Regions from separate parts of the Sus scrofa genome. Here region 1 is linked to region 2. The links are chromatin contacts, called in public Hi-C maps. All regions are on one chromosome and are shown on one strand. The core of a region is the stretch at or near the end of the contact, and the rest is flanking DNA. Distances in the headings are between cores, read along the strand shown. Region 1 has its middle 16 kb from the start of FOS. Region 2 has its middle 17 kb from the start of EIF2B2.

Region 1 (5,900 bases), core at 442-2,941, 280 kb after region 2:
TTCCACGCCACCCGCTACCTTTTCCTGGGACCTGAACGGAGGCGAGGGGCGGTGGCGATGGGGACCCCGAGGGAGGGCGTGGATGACTGATAGATGAGCGCAGGGGTCCCAAACATATCTTGTCTTGTTAAGGCTGCAGCCAAGATTTGGGCTGTCTCGTCTGCTTTGGGTGGGTGAGCTGGGATCACGATTTTCTCACTCTGTGCCCGGAAATCATGGAAACAGCCATCCCTCGCCTCACTCCATATTACATTTTATAGGCTTGATTTTAAAATTCTCCCATGGCCCAGTGGAAAGCTTTGAAGACTGAGGTTTTGGGATGACTGCTGTGCCTTGGGGGATAAGTGACCTTGGGAAGGTCACTTCCAGGTACCTAGCCTGGTAAAATGAACTGTGGGGGTGGGGCCCAGTGTCATCAAGCTTGAAAGGGGAGATCATCCGTCACTTTTTAATTGATGGGGGGCATGACATAGTGAAATATCAGTGAGGTTCTTTGAAGACCCTTACACTTCGGACCCCTCAATTCGGAACCCCATAGTAATTGGATTTATGAGTCTCTCTGTGCCTTGCTCATACTAGGCACTTGATTAACTGTAGTTAGCTGGTAATTGAATGAATCAGGCAAATTACCTTCGGATTTCACCTTCATAAATCCAGACCCCCGCAATTCCTCTTACAGGCGGAAGAAGGAATATTGCCGCGATGATTAATAATCGCGCAGCAGGGTTGCTGATGTATAGCGATTTGCAGATGTAAAGGGCAATAAACATTCCTGGGAGGAATGTAGTGAGATTCCAGAAGTCTCGGAGGGAGCCGTGGGTGTGTGCCGTCTGGCCTTGAGGGCGGGGGTGGGGCGGGCAGTGCCGCAGTGGCCACTGCTGGGGGAGCCGACTGCGGGTGTGGGATTAACTCTTCAAGATGCTTGGTTGCAAATCCCACGCCCCCCCCCCCAGCTCCGCCCCCGCTCTAACCCCTGCCCATTCCTCAGTTCTTCTGGCCCAAGGAGTGTGCGCTTTTCATAATTTCAGAGCTAGAACGCACATCAGATAATATTCCTTTAATTCAGCCTTTGAATTTTACAAATGGGGGAACTGAGACAGAGAAATTGGTTCAGCCCTACAAACTTGCACAGCTAGTTAGAGAGATAAATGTCAAGATTTCGGGCATTTCAAACTAGTGTTTCTTCCACCTCACCTCTAACCCCCTCTGTTCTTGTGGCTTCAGGACCCTGTTGCCTGGCTCAGATAGTGGAATGTACAGTAAGGCTAAATACTGACTTCAGGACTCCTAAAGGGTGCCAGTAGCAGCCTACTGCCCCATATAGCCCTCAGCATAACCCTAGGGCCTGGGGGTGATGGTCAGGAGGTGTGTAGTCCCCCCAAACCACACGCATTCCCCCTCCCAGTGGCTGGAATGGCTCCCCTCGTCCAGAGAACCTGAGTTGGCTGTCCTGCAACCAGTCTTAGACAAGCACTTGGTCATTTTTCAAAGTTACGAAAGCCTCCCATTAAGTTTTTCTCAGTCAAGACGATAGCAGAAGGCATCTGTAGCCTGATGGAAACCCCTTTTCTGCTCCTTGGAAGCTCAGACCGAGAAGACTGATGCCCACGGATCGGCCCGGGCCATCCCAGCCACCCGGTAGATTTGAAGAGTCTGGGACCCTTCGCCTTTCTCGCTTGATTGCACTTGGGGCTCTAGCAGCAGAAGTGGCAGCTCTGCCCCCTGGTGGACATTCTCCAATTCCAGTAACGGCAGCAGGGCTGGGGGAAAAGATTTTCTTTGTTTACCCTGATGGAAATAGCAAAACTTGGCAGAAAAACCTCAGTCCCAGATTTTCCTCTCTTTAGTTTATTTCTGAGCATCTGGTTTATTTGGACAGAGAACACGCTTCTCTTGTTTCTCTTGCCTGGACTGCTTTTTTTCCCTTCCTGCTAGCCAAAGCTTGCCCCTTCTTTCAAACGCTATTTCAAATTCCGCTTCCTTTGTTAACAACTTTTCTGACTCCTCTCCTCTGTATCTTATGAAATACTGCCGTGCACAGACATGCTGTCTTTACTGTTGTTTCCTTGAGAGTGGAGGCCAGGTTCTGGGTGTCATAGACCTCCATCATGCCCACCGTGTGTCTGGGGACAAGACGTGCTCTCAACCCTGTGATGGTGAATGAAGTAATTGATTGATTTCCATAGACGCAACGCCAAGCCTTTGCTTCGATAAACCTTCTTCTCAGTTCTTTGGGGAAATCTAGGTAGTGATCTAGACGGCCTTGCACAAGATGCAGTTTCACAAAGTAATTTCACAAGAGAACCACCCCCAGAGAGGGATGGGGAAGTGTGAAATGGACTGCCAGATGAGGAGGGTGGAGACACAGGAAGGTCAAAGGACAGAGAATTGGGGGGCGCATGGGGGGGGCGGGGGGCCCTGTTCTTGGGATCTGCTTCTGGCAGCAGAGCCTCTAGAGTCAGGTCTAGGCAGATGCATCACTTGCTGTGTGGCCTCAGGCAAGTTTACTCTCTCCTCTGTGCTTCAATTTTCTCCTCTGAAAAAAGAACCACCCATCTCTTAGCGATATGGGGAGGGTAAATGGAGATGATATTTGCAAAGTGCAAAATAGTGCCTGGCACAAAAGGAAGGGCCATCGAACAGTTTATCAATCTATTTTCCATTTTAGCTGTCTTGTAAATGGAATGAGGGAAGATGATATGATCTCTCTCTCTCTCTTTTTTTGGCCTTTTTTAGGGCTGTACTAGTGGCATATGGAGGTTCCCAGGCTAGGGGTCGAATCGGAGCCAGCCTATGCCACAGCCACAGCAAGGTGAGATCCGAGTTGCATCTTTGACCTACACCATAGCTCATGGCAATGGCAGATCCTTTAACCCACTGAGCGAGGCCAGGGATTGAACCTGTGTCCTCATGGATGCTAGTCGGATTCGTTTCCACTGTGTCACCATGGGAACTCTCAGATGTGATCTTTGTTCCCTTGGGCACTGACCTTCCTGAGCAGTGTGTGATCGCTGTGGTCACGCAGGTCTGGGTGGAGTCCTGTCTCTGTTACTAATTGTTTTTTTTTTTTTTTTTTTTTTTCTGTCTTTTTGCCTTTTCTAGGGCTGCTCCTGCAGCATACGGAAGTTCCCAGGCTAGGGGTCTAATCAGAGCTGTAGCCACCAGCCTACGCCACAGCATCGCGGGATCCGAGCTGTGTCTGTGACCTATACCACAGCTCATGGCAACGCCGGATCTTTAACCCACTGAGCAAGGCCAGGGATCGAACCCGCAATCTCATGGTTCCTAGTTGGATTCATTAACCACTGTGCCATGACGGGAACTCCTGTTACTAATCGTTTGACTTTGGGCAGAGCACTCTACTTCTTGGAGCCTCAGTTTTCTCATCTGTGAAGTGGGGACAATTGTGTCTACCCCCAAAACTGTTGTGTGCATTCCATGCTTATAAAATGCTGGGCATATCAGGAGTTTAGTAAACAGAAGCTCTATTCTTGCCTATGAGAGGAGCCAGGTATAAAGGAGAAGAGAGTCTCCAAAATCTTTGAGGTTTCGGAGTTCCCTGGTGGCTCAGTGGGTTAAGGATCCAGCATTGTCACTACTGTGATGTGGGTTGATATGGCGTGGGTTCCATCCCCGGCCCTGGAACTTCCCCACCCTTTGGGCATGGCTAAACAAAACAGAACAATGCCAAAAAAGCCCCCAAACAAAATCTTTGGGGTTTCAAGAATGAGTGAACCTGTTGACGAGCATTGAGACTGGCTCGATTCCTGGAGCTCGGGTGGGGCAGGGTAGGCCCTGGGTCTGGGCCCTGACTCGATAGCGTGACGTTGGAAGAAAGCAGGAATGGTGTGGCCTGCACAGCAGCTCTAGGAACATTTTCGGCCTGAGGGCTGCGCGGAGGGTGTGGTCCCAGCAGGGCCAGGTGCTGGCAGCCCGAGGCCCCTCCTCCTGGGGTAGGGGTGGGAGGGGGGGAGACTTTCGTGAAAGAAGACGAGGAGGGCAGGGCAGACCCTGGAAGCCTGCTGTTGTGGAGAGTGTGTGTGGAAAGGCCCAGAGACGTCCTGCCCTGGGGAGCTAGCCTCCCAGGCCTGGTGGGGCCTCCCTCACGGCAGGACCTGCCCACACAGCTCCCCCAAGCTGCCATTCGCAGCCCTGACCCGGGCCACCCCAGAGGGATGGCCAGCAATTATCCCAGGGGTCGGGGGAGGAGGGTTATACTGCTCTTCCAGCCAAGGTGACCTTTGATCCCTTCAGCCGCAGGAAAGGTACTGAAGGGAATGTACAAAAGCTCTTTGGAGTTCTTCGAGCAGGGGGAAGGAGGGTTGCACAATCCAGCAGTGACAGAGTGTTGCAATCCCAAACGTGTGGGGAAGCACGCTTTCGGGGCCCACGCTTGATGGCGCTTGTCCCCATTGACCCCCGAGGGGTTGTGTGCTCCTGGACAGGCCGGGGTCCACGCTCTGTGAGTTGTCATTTCTTACAGTTCTGGGAGTTGTTCGGGCATCACGGAGGAACCTGCGAGCCTCCTGCCCAACTTGTGTTTCCAGTCCTGGCCCAGGGGCCCCCAGGGACCAGCACCTGGAGCAGAACTCAAAGGTAGAAAGAATCTTGAGAAACTCAGCTTGTGGAGAGTCACGAAGGGGCTAACGTGGGTTGTCTCTGGGGAGGAAGGAGTGTGTTTTTCACTTTCTTCTTTTTACTGGTTTGTACTCTCTGATTTTTTGTCTTTGGCGAGCACACATATTGCTTTTGTAATAAAGATGTTTTTGAAATGTTCACAGCAGAACAGTATGCTTGTTTTTTTTTCATAGGTAACAATAATAAATAGAAAGGCACAAAACTTGAATGACTCCTGATTTTTTTTTTTTTTTTTTTGCTTCTCCCTCCCTTTCCAAAAGAGATGCTCATGAAGTTCCCTGGTGGCACAGCAGGTTAAGGATCTGGCGTTGTCACTGTAGTGGCTTGGGTTGCTGCTGTGGCGTGGCTTCGATTCCTGGCCTAGGATCTTCCACATGAAAGAAAGAAAGAAAGAGAGAGAGAAAGAAAGAGATGTTCGTGGTACAACCTTTGACAATTCAGATTATTGAAATAAAGAAAATAAAAATTACCTATAATCCCTTCACAGAGATAACCACTGCCAATAGTTTTGATCTTTTCTACAAGATGGTTTTATTTTACTTTTTTTTTTGGCTTCTGTCTTTTAGGGCCGCACCTGTGGCATATGGAGGTTTCCAGGCCAGGGCTCTAACTGGAGCTACAGTGGCCGGTCTATACCAGGGCCACAGCAACACAGGGATCTGAGCCATGTCTTCGACCTACACCACAGCTCATGGCAACGCCAGATCCCTAACCCACTGAACAAGGCCAGGGACCGAATCCGAAACCTCATGGTCACTAATCGGATTCGTTTCCACTGTGCCACAACAGGAACTCCTCCGAGATCATTTTAATAGCTAGTCACATAGGATTCTAGTTATAAACATCCAACAATTAAACCAATCCTATCTTGTTACACCTTCGGGTTGTTTCTAAGTTTTGTTTGTTTGTTTGTTTTGCTATGATAGGCAAGGCTGCAGATACCTTTGTGGCTAAATTTTGGTACACATCTGAGGTTATTTCATTCGAGGTGGGCCAAGAGTGTTCTCCTTTTTAAGGCTTTTGAGATGTAGCCGTGCCGTCAGTTCCGTGTCATGTAGGACAGTGCACAGCCTCTGTTACGAATGAGAAGGGAGTATTGGCTCAATCAGTTTCTAGCTGTGCAATCTTGAGGAAATGACGTACCCTCTCTGAGCTTTAATTTCCTGAAATGTAAAACTGGAGTGATTAGAACCATGGAATGGGATTGTCATGAGGACTGGATGGAAAAAACATGTGTCAAGGATGAGCCCTCGGTAAATGGT
Region 2 (5,359 bases), core at 1,243-3,742:
GTGGAGATTCCTCACTCCCATTTATTTATGTAGTTATTTATTTTACCTTCCAATTCATTTTTATCAAGGTAAACTATACATAACATAAAGTGTATCCTTTTAACCACTTTTTAAAAGTGTACTTCAGAGCCGTTAAGCGCACTCCTATGGTTGTATAACCCTCACCATTATCCACCCTCCTCAGTTGTAAAACACACGCCACAGCCGCGCAACTTCCTTCTTTTCATTAACCCTGCTTTTGTAACATACTGTGCTTTGGATGCCACAAAAGGTTCAGAAAGTGGGATGAGTGAAGTAGATCCTTCACCGTCCCATTAACGGAATTTTAAAGTTACATGCGCTTCGCCCTCCAGCCTTTTAGGGCAGCAATAACCAAATGGTAACCGTAGCAACACCCACACCTCCCCAAGAATGCAGCCACCAAGTCCCCAACGACAGCTGTCCTTTCCCTTCCTCCTGCAAAGTGAGCAGCAGGAGCTGAGCTCTTTATCCTGCATTGCAGGCTGGAGGTGATAAAGACAGCTGAACTCTCAGCATTCCTTCTCCACCTCCTCGGGTTCGGTTCCTGCATCCTCCACACGCCCAGAACCCAGGCCTTCTGGCTCACTCCCATTTTAAAGATGAGAAAACTGAGGCTCAGAAATATTTAATGGCTGTCCTAGGCTTCACAGCCAGGCCTTATTCTCACCCTGCCACACCTTCCAGTTCCTTCCCTGCACAGGGCAGGTATGACAGAGAAGAGAACCTGGAAACCCCCTGAGGGAGGGTTGGGATGGGAGAGAGGGGCTGCAGAACAAGAAGGAGCAGCAGGCTAGGAGGGGTACAGGGTCTGTTTGAAGTGCCGTGGGGCCCTCCTCCCACGCCCTCTAGGAGCCCATGTTGTACTCATGCCCCGGGGCCCGTGGCCCTGGAGGTCTGGGCTGGGCAAGGCTGGCAGCTGGCAGTGTGGAGGTTTTCAAACCAAACCTAGTAAGAGGGAAGTAAGGATTGCATTTCAGCCCCCAGGATGTCTGGGGCACGAATATTCTAGGCCTTGAGGGGCATTTCTCCCTTGACACCATTGGTGGGTGTGGGCCACTGCCCCTGCCCACTAGTGCCAACCTGACAGTCTCAGTTCTCCCTCTAGGGCTCCAGCTACCTGGGGGGAGGGGGTCACCCCTTATCCCAGCCAAGGCCCTATGGCCAGGACCAGGTCCTACTCACAGTCGGCTTGGGGCATCCTTTTGGGGAGGGGACAGGCAGGTGAGAGGCCAGCCCAGCCTGTGCCTCAGCCTGAAGTATAAATAAGACAGGCTCTGGAAAGGTCGTGACCCAGAGGCCTCCACACCAGATACCTAGCTGTCTGCCTCCCTGCCTGGGACCTCCAAGGGAGGGAGCTGGGAAGCTGACAGAACACAGAGAATGGACAGGAAAGGAACTCCCCGGTGTTCTTTCAGGACAGCACACGTGCTCTCCCCCACCACACGCGTGCATGTCCACACTCCTGCACATGCATACTAATGCAGGAAGGGAGACCTTGGTCGAAATGTAGCCCAACTGTCCATCATAGTGGCTTAAGGGGTGCTGCCTGCAGAAGCAGGGCAGGGACGGGTGGCCTGGAGGGCTCTCTGCGACTGAGACTGTCTGCAAAACTGACCCCACAAGGACCACCTGGACCTGGAAGGGGATCATAGAGATTCTCCCACAAGGCATTCAGGCCAAGCGGGGAAGAAGAAACTGATCCCCCACACACACTTTGCCAACATCCTTGGCAAACCTACTTTCCGTGCCAGGCACCATGCTGGGCCTGGGAGTACAGAATGCACCTGCAAGGCTCGCCTTGCACCAGGCACCCCTGGGCATATGGGAACGAGCATCTTTACCAGCAAGAGATCCCTCCACTTGGGGCTGGCTGAGCGGTCACTGGGGGGCTGCTGAGTGGTCTTTGGCTAAGCTGAGGCCATACCTCAGAGGAAGACTCTCACCCTGGACCCTGCCCCCAATGAAGGCCCAGGTAAAAAGAGCCCCAAAAGATCCATGTCTACTTCCCTCCCTGCCCACAACCCACCCATGCCCACAGTTCTGGTCTTGGCAGGGGGCCCTGGAAGGAAAATCACTGAGGAGGATTGAGTGTCAATTCACAAACTAATCTGATCAGCGCAAACAGCTATAGCACATGCTGTTCCCTGCTCCGCGGCGCTCTCCCCTGCCCCACAGACCCTGGCTGGCAGGCCCGGCCCCTGCCTGGCTGCGAGGCCAATTACAGCGGCCCTTAATCACCACGGTGGCGGCGGCAGCGTTAACAACTGTCTGCCCATCAGTCTCCTTCCCCGGGCGTCGCAGAGGGGATGACCCCTCGCAGCTCTCCTCCAAGGAGCAGCAGCGTGAAACTAGATCCCAACAACAAGCCAGTGGCAGCCGGCCAGGGTAACGCCTGGCTCCTCCCGCTGCCTGCTGGTCTCCTGCGTGTTTGCCTGGCTGCTCCTGGCCCTGGGGTGGAGGGCCCACGCGACAGGCCCGGGGACTGCGCATCTCCCGAGCACTAACGCCATTGCTCCCTCCCAGCCCCAGTGCTGCTGGGGAGGCGGGAGCTCTCTGCCAGCCAGTGGAAATTAGGTGCCCGGACATTGAGGTCTGCTTGGCATTTCCTGTGTTGGCTTTGGCTGGTGAGGCCAGGCCAGTGGGCCGCCCTCTTGACCCGAGCCGAGTCAAACCAGAACGTCCGGGACTCTAGAGCCCACTGACTTCTGCTCTGCGCCCCACAGGGAGTCCTGTTCCGGAAAAAAAGCTCACCCCTCCCAGCCCGGGTTCCCACTAAACTGCCTTCCCTTGCCTTGTAGGGTGCTGTGAGTGCCAGAGGCCTGGCCAGCCCCCAGCCCGGCTCATCTCGATGCATGTTCCTCAGGCTCAGGAATGGAGCCCATGGAATTTGCGGATCTCTGAGCCTCCCGGTGTCTTCAGGATGTGGCAAGGTCTCTCCGCTTGCAGGCCCCCAAGGCCGGGGTTCAGTGAAGGGGTGGCTCTGAGCTCCTCTGATCTCCTGCTCCTATCCGTCTGTGGAATAGTTTCCTTAGTGCAAGGCTCGTCCTTTGGACCCCAAGGAGCCACAGGCAGGGAGGATCCTCCGTGTGTCAGCAGCCGGGTTCAGCTTGGGAACCTGCAGGAGCTCCCATGCCCAGCCCTGGAAGAGCCAGCCTCACCTGTGGCCTTCAGCACTGCTGGCTCCGGTTACTCAGCCCGTGTTTTCTTTGGCTCTGGATCTCTGGGACACCAGATTGGCCAGAACAAGACAACTTTGTGATACTTAATTTCCCAAAGAGCAGAGTCTGCAACACAATCAGGCTGTTTGTGTGCTGTGCGGTCCCCAGCCACTCCCTCCCCAGTTGCCCCCATCTCTGCCCCACCTGGGGCCCCTGGGGGCGCAGAGCACTCTTCATTCCCAGTGGCCAGTGGTCTAGGATTTGACCAGGCTGGGCAGAGAGGGCAGAGCCAAATCCCACCGCATAGATGATCACTGATAGATAGCCCTTCCTCCTCTCCTCCTTGGGGTGCTAGAGGAGCCCCTGTGAGAAGAAGCCGGAATAGTCTAGAGCACAGGCTGTAGAGCTAGAGACACCTGAGTAGAAATCTCCGCTCTACTACACACCGGCTGTGTGCTTTGAACAAGGTACCAAAGGGCTGTGGAACTCAGATGCCTTGTCAGGAAAATGAAGACAACAGAGGTAGCTATGTTGCCTAGGGTCTGTGCGGGGAGTCAATGGGCCTTGCCTACAGCTAATCCCTCAATAAATGGCTATTCTTTTGTGTGTGTGTGTTTGTGTCTTTTTAGGGCCAGGAGTCAAATCAGAGCTGTAGCCCCTGGCCTTCACCACAGCTCACAGCAACACCAGATCCTTAACCCACTGAGCAAAGCCAGGGATTGAACCCGCCTCCTCATGGATACTAGTCGGGATCATTACCACTGAGCCAAACAGGAACTTCCAAGAAGAACATCTTTGCAGAAATTTTTCTGGGCCCTCCTGTCACCCTTGCCTGACCTCTGACATTTCAGATTATTTCCCAAGGGCGAGTACCAGAAGCAGAATTGCTCATGATGGTGATAAACACTCCTTGGTCTTCTTGATAAATATCATCCCAAACTTTCCAGAAAAATCATGTCTGTGGCTCCTCCCAGGAGCAGCATAGGAAATCCAGAGGCTTTTCCTTCCTTCACCACACATTTAGCAAATTGCTGAGCGCTCATGTGCCTGGTCCTGAGGAGCCAAGGACGCCTGTGCTAGCCCTTCTCTTCCCCTGGAGAAAGGTGGAGGCCTCCACTGGCAGGGATTCAACCATTTTTGAGGGTCCTCGAGACCACACTATCCTGGTGGGCTGGTCTCTCCAGTCAGGATGACAAGTCCTTGATGGCCATGGGGCAGAGCAGTTCAAGAGAGTGCCAGCCTGGGCCTGGAGCCGACTCAGGGAGACTGCAGTGCAGTCAGCCTGGAAGCAAAGAAGCAACTATGGGGAAGAGGTGTGGGGTCTCCACCCTAGGTGTGACCTAACCTTGGCCCAGGACCAATGAGCAGACCCCTTGGTGACTCAGCCTTGCAAAAAAAAATAGCCACTTATTGGAGTTCCCGTCATGGCTCAGGGGAAACGAATCTGTCTAGCATCCATGAGGACGCAGGTTCTATCCCTGGCCTTGCTCATTGGGTTATGTTATGCATATTGCACCATAAGTTTTTTTTAAAAAGAGATCATAAGGAAATATATCAAAATGCTCAGGCATTGCCATGAGCTGCAGTGTAAGGTCGCAGCGCGGCTCGGATCCTGCGTTGCTGTGGCTGTGGTGTAGACTGGCAGCTACCGCTCTGATTTGACCCCTACTCTGGGAACTTCCAGTAAAGTACAAACAAACAAAAAACAAAGATGGTCTTCTCAGTGTCACTTATAATAGCAAGCAAACAAAAACACAAACAGAGAAGATCCTTCACGATCCAGTGGCAGGAGACTGGTTAAGCGTATTATGCGACATCATCCACATAAGGAATTAAGGAGTGAGCACTACAAACTATACTAGGAAAATAGCTGATTTTTGAAAATGTTTAATTAAATTTTTCATTAAAGTATAAGTTGCTTTGTTGTGCCAATGTACAATGTTGTGCCAATTTCTTCTGTACAGCAAAATGACTCAGACATACATATATATATACGTTCTTTTTTTTTTTTTATATTATTTTCCATCATGGTCTATCCCAGGAGATTGGATGTAGTTCCCTGTGCTAGACAGGCAGACCTTATTGTTTATCCATTCTAAATGTAATAGTTTGCATCTTTAGGAAAAAATTTTAAGGACATGGCAACATCTGGGTTAAAAAAACAGGATATCTAACTGCTG

What was found. Hi-C and Micro-C count contacts between places; a contact is called where the count stands out from the background.
Region 1: a contact with region 2 is called in a Hi-C map of liver, with 5 times the contacts expected there. The contact joins two enhancer-like sites. A contact is called at or near these places in 1 of 47 Hi-C or Micro-C datasets (liver) and 1 of 2 datasets of contacts at active chromatin or transcription factors (alveolar macrophages).

What each region holds. Positions count from the first base shown.
Region 1 is chr7:98,462,525-98,468,424 of Sscrofa11.1, forward strand. No RefSeq gene overlaps it. Among named protein-coding and RNA genes, the nearest start is that of FOS, 16 kb to the left of the region's middle. Within about 2 kb of position 1,692, at least 42 of the 83 cell types and tissues checked have an H3K27ac peak or open chromatin away from gene starts, as enhancers often do. A contact at or near this core is called in liver, where this site is marked.
Region 2 is chr7:98,183,694-98,189,052 of Sscrofa11.1, forward strand. No RefSeq gene overlaps it. Among named protein-coding and RNA genes, the nearest start is that of EIF2B2, 17 kb to the right of the region's middle. Within about 2 kb of position 2,493, at least 23 of the 83 cell types and tissues checked have an H3K27ac peak or open chromatin away from gene starts, as enhancers often do. A contact at or near this core is called in liver, where this site is marked.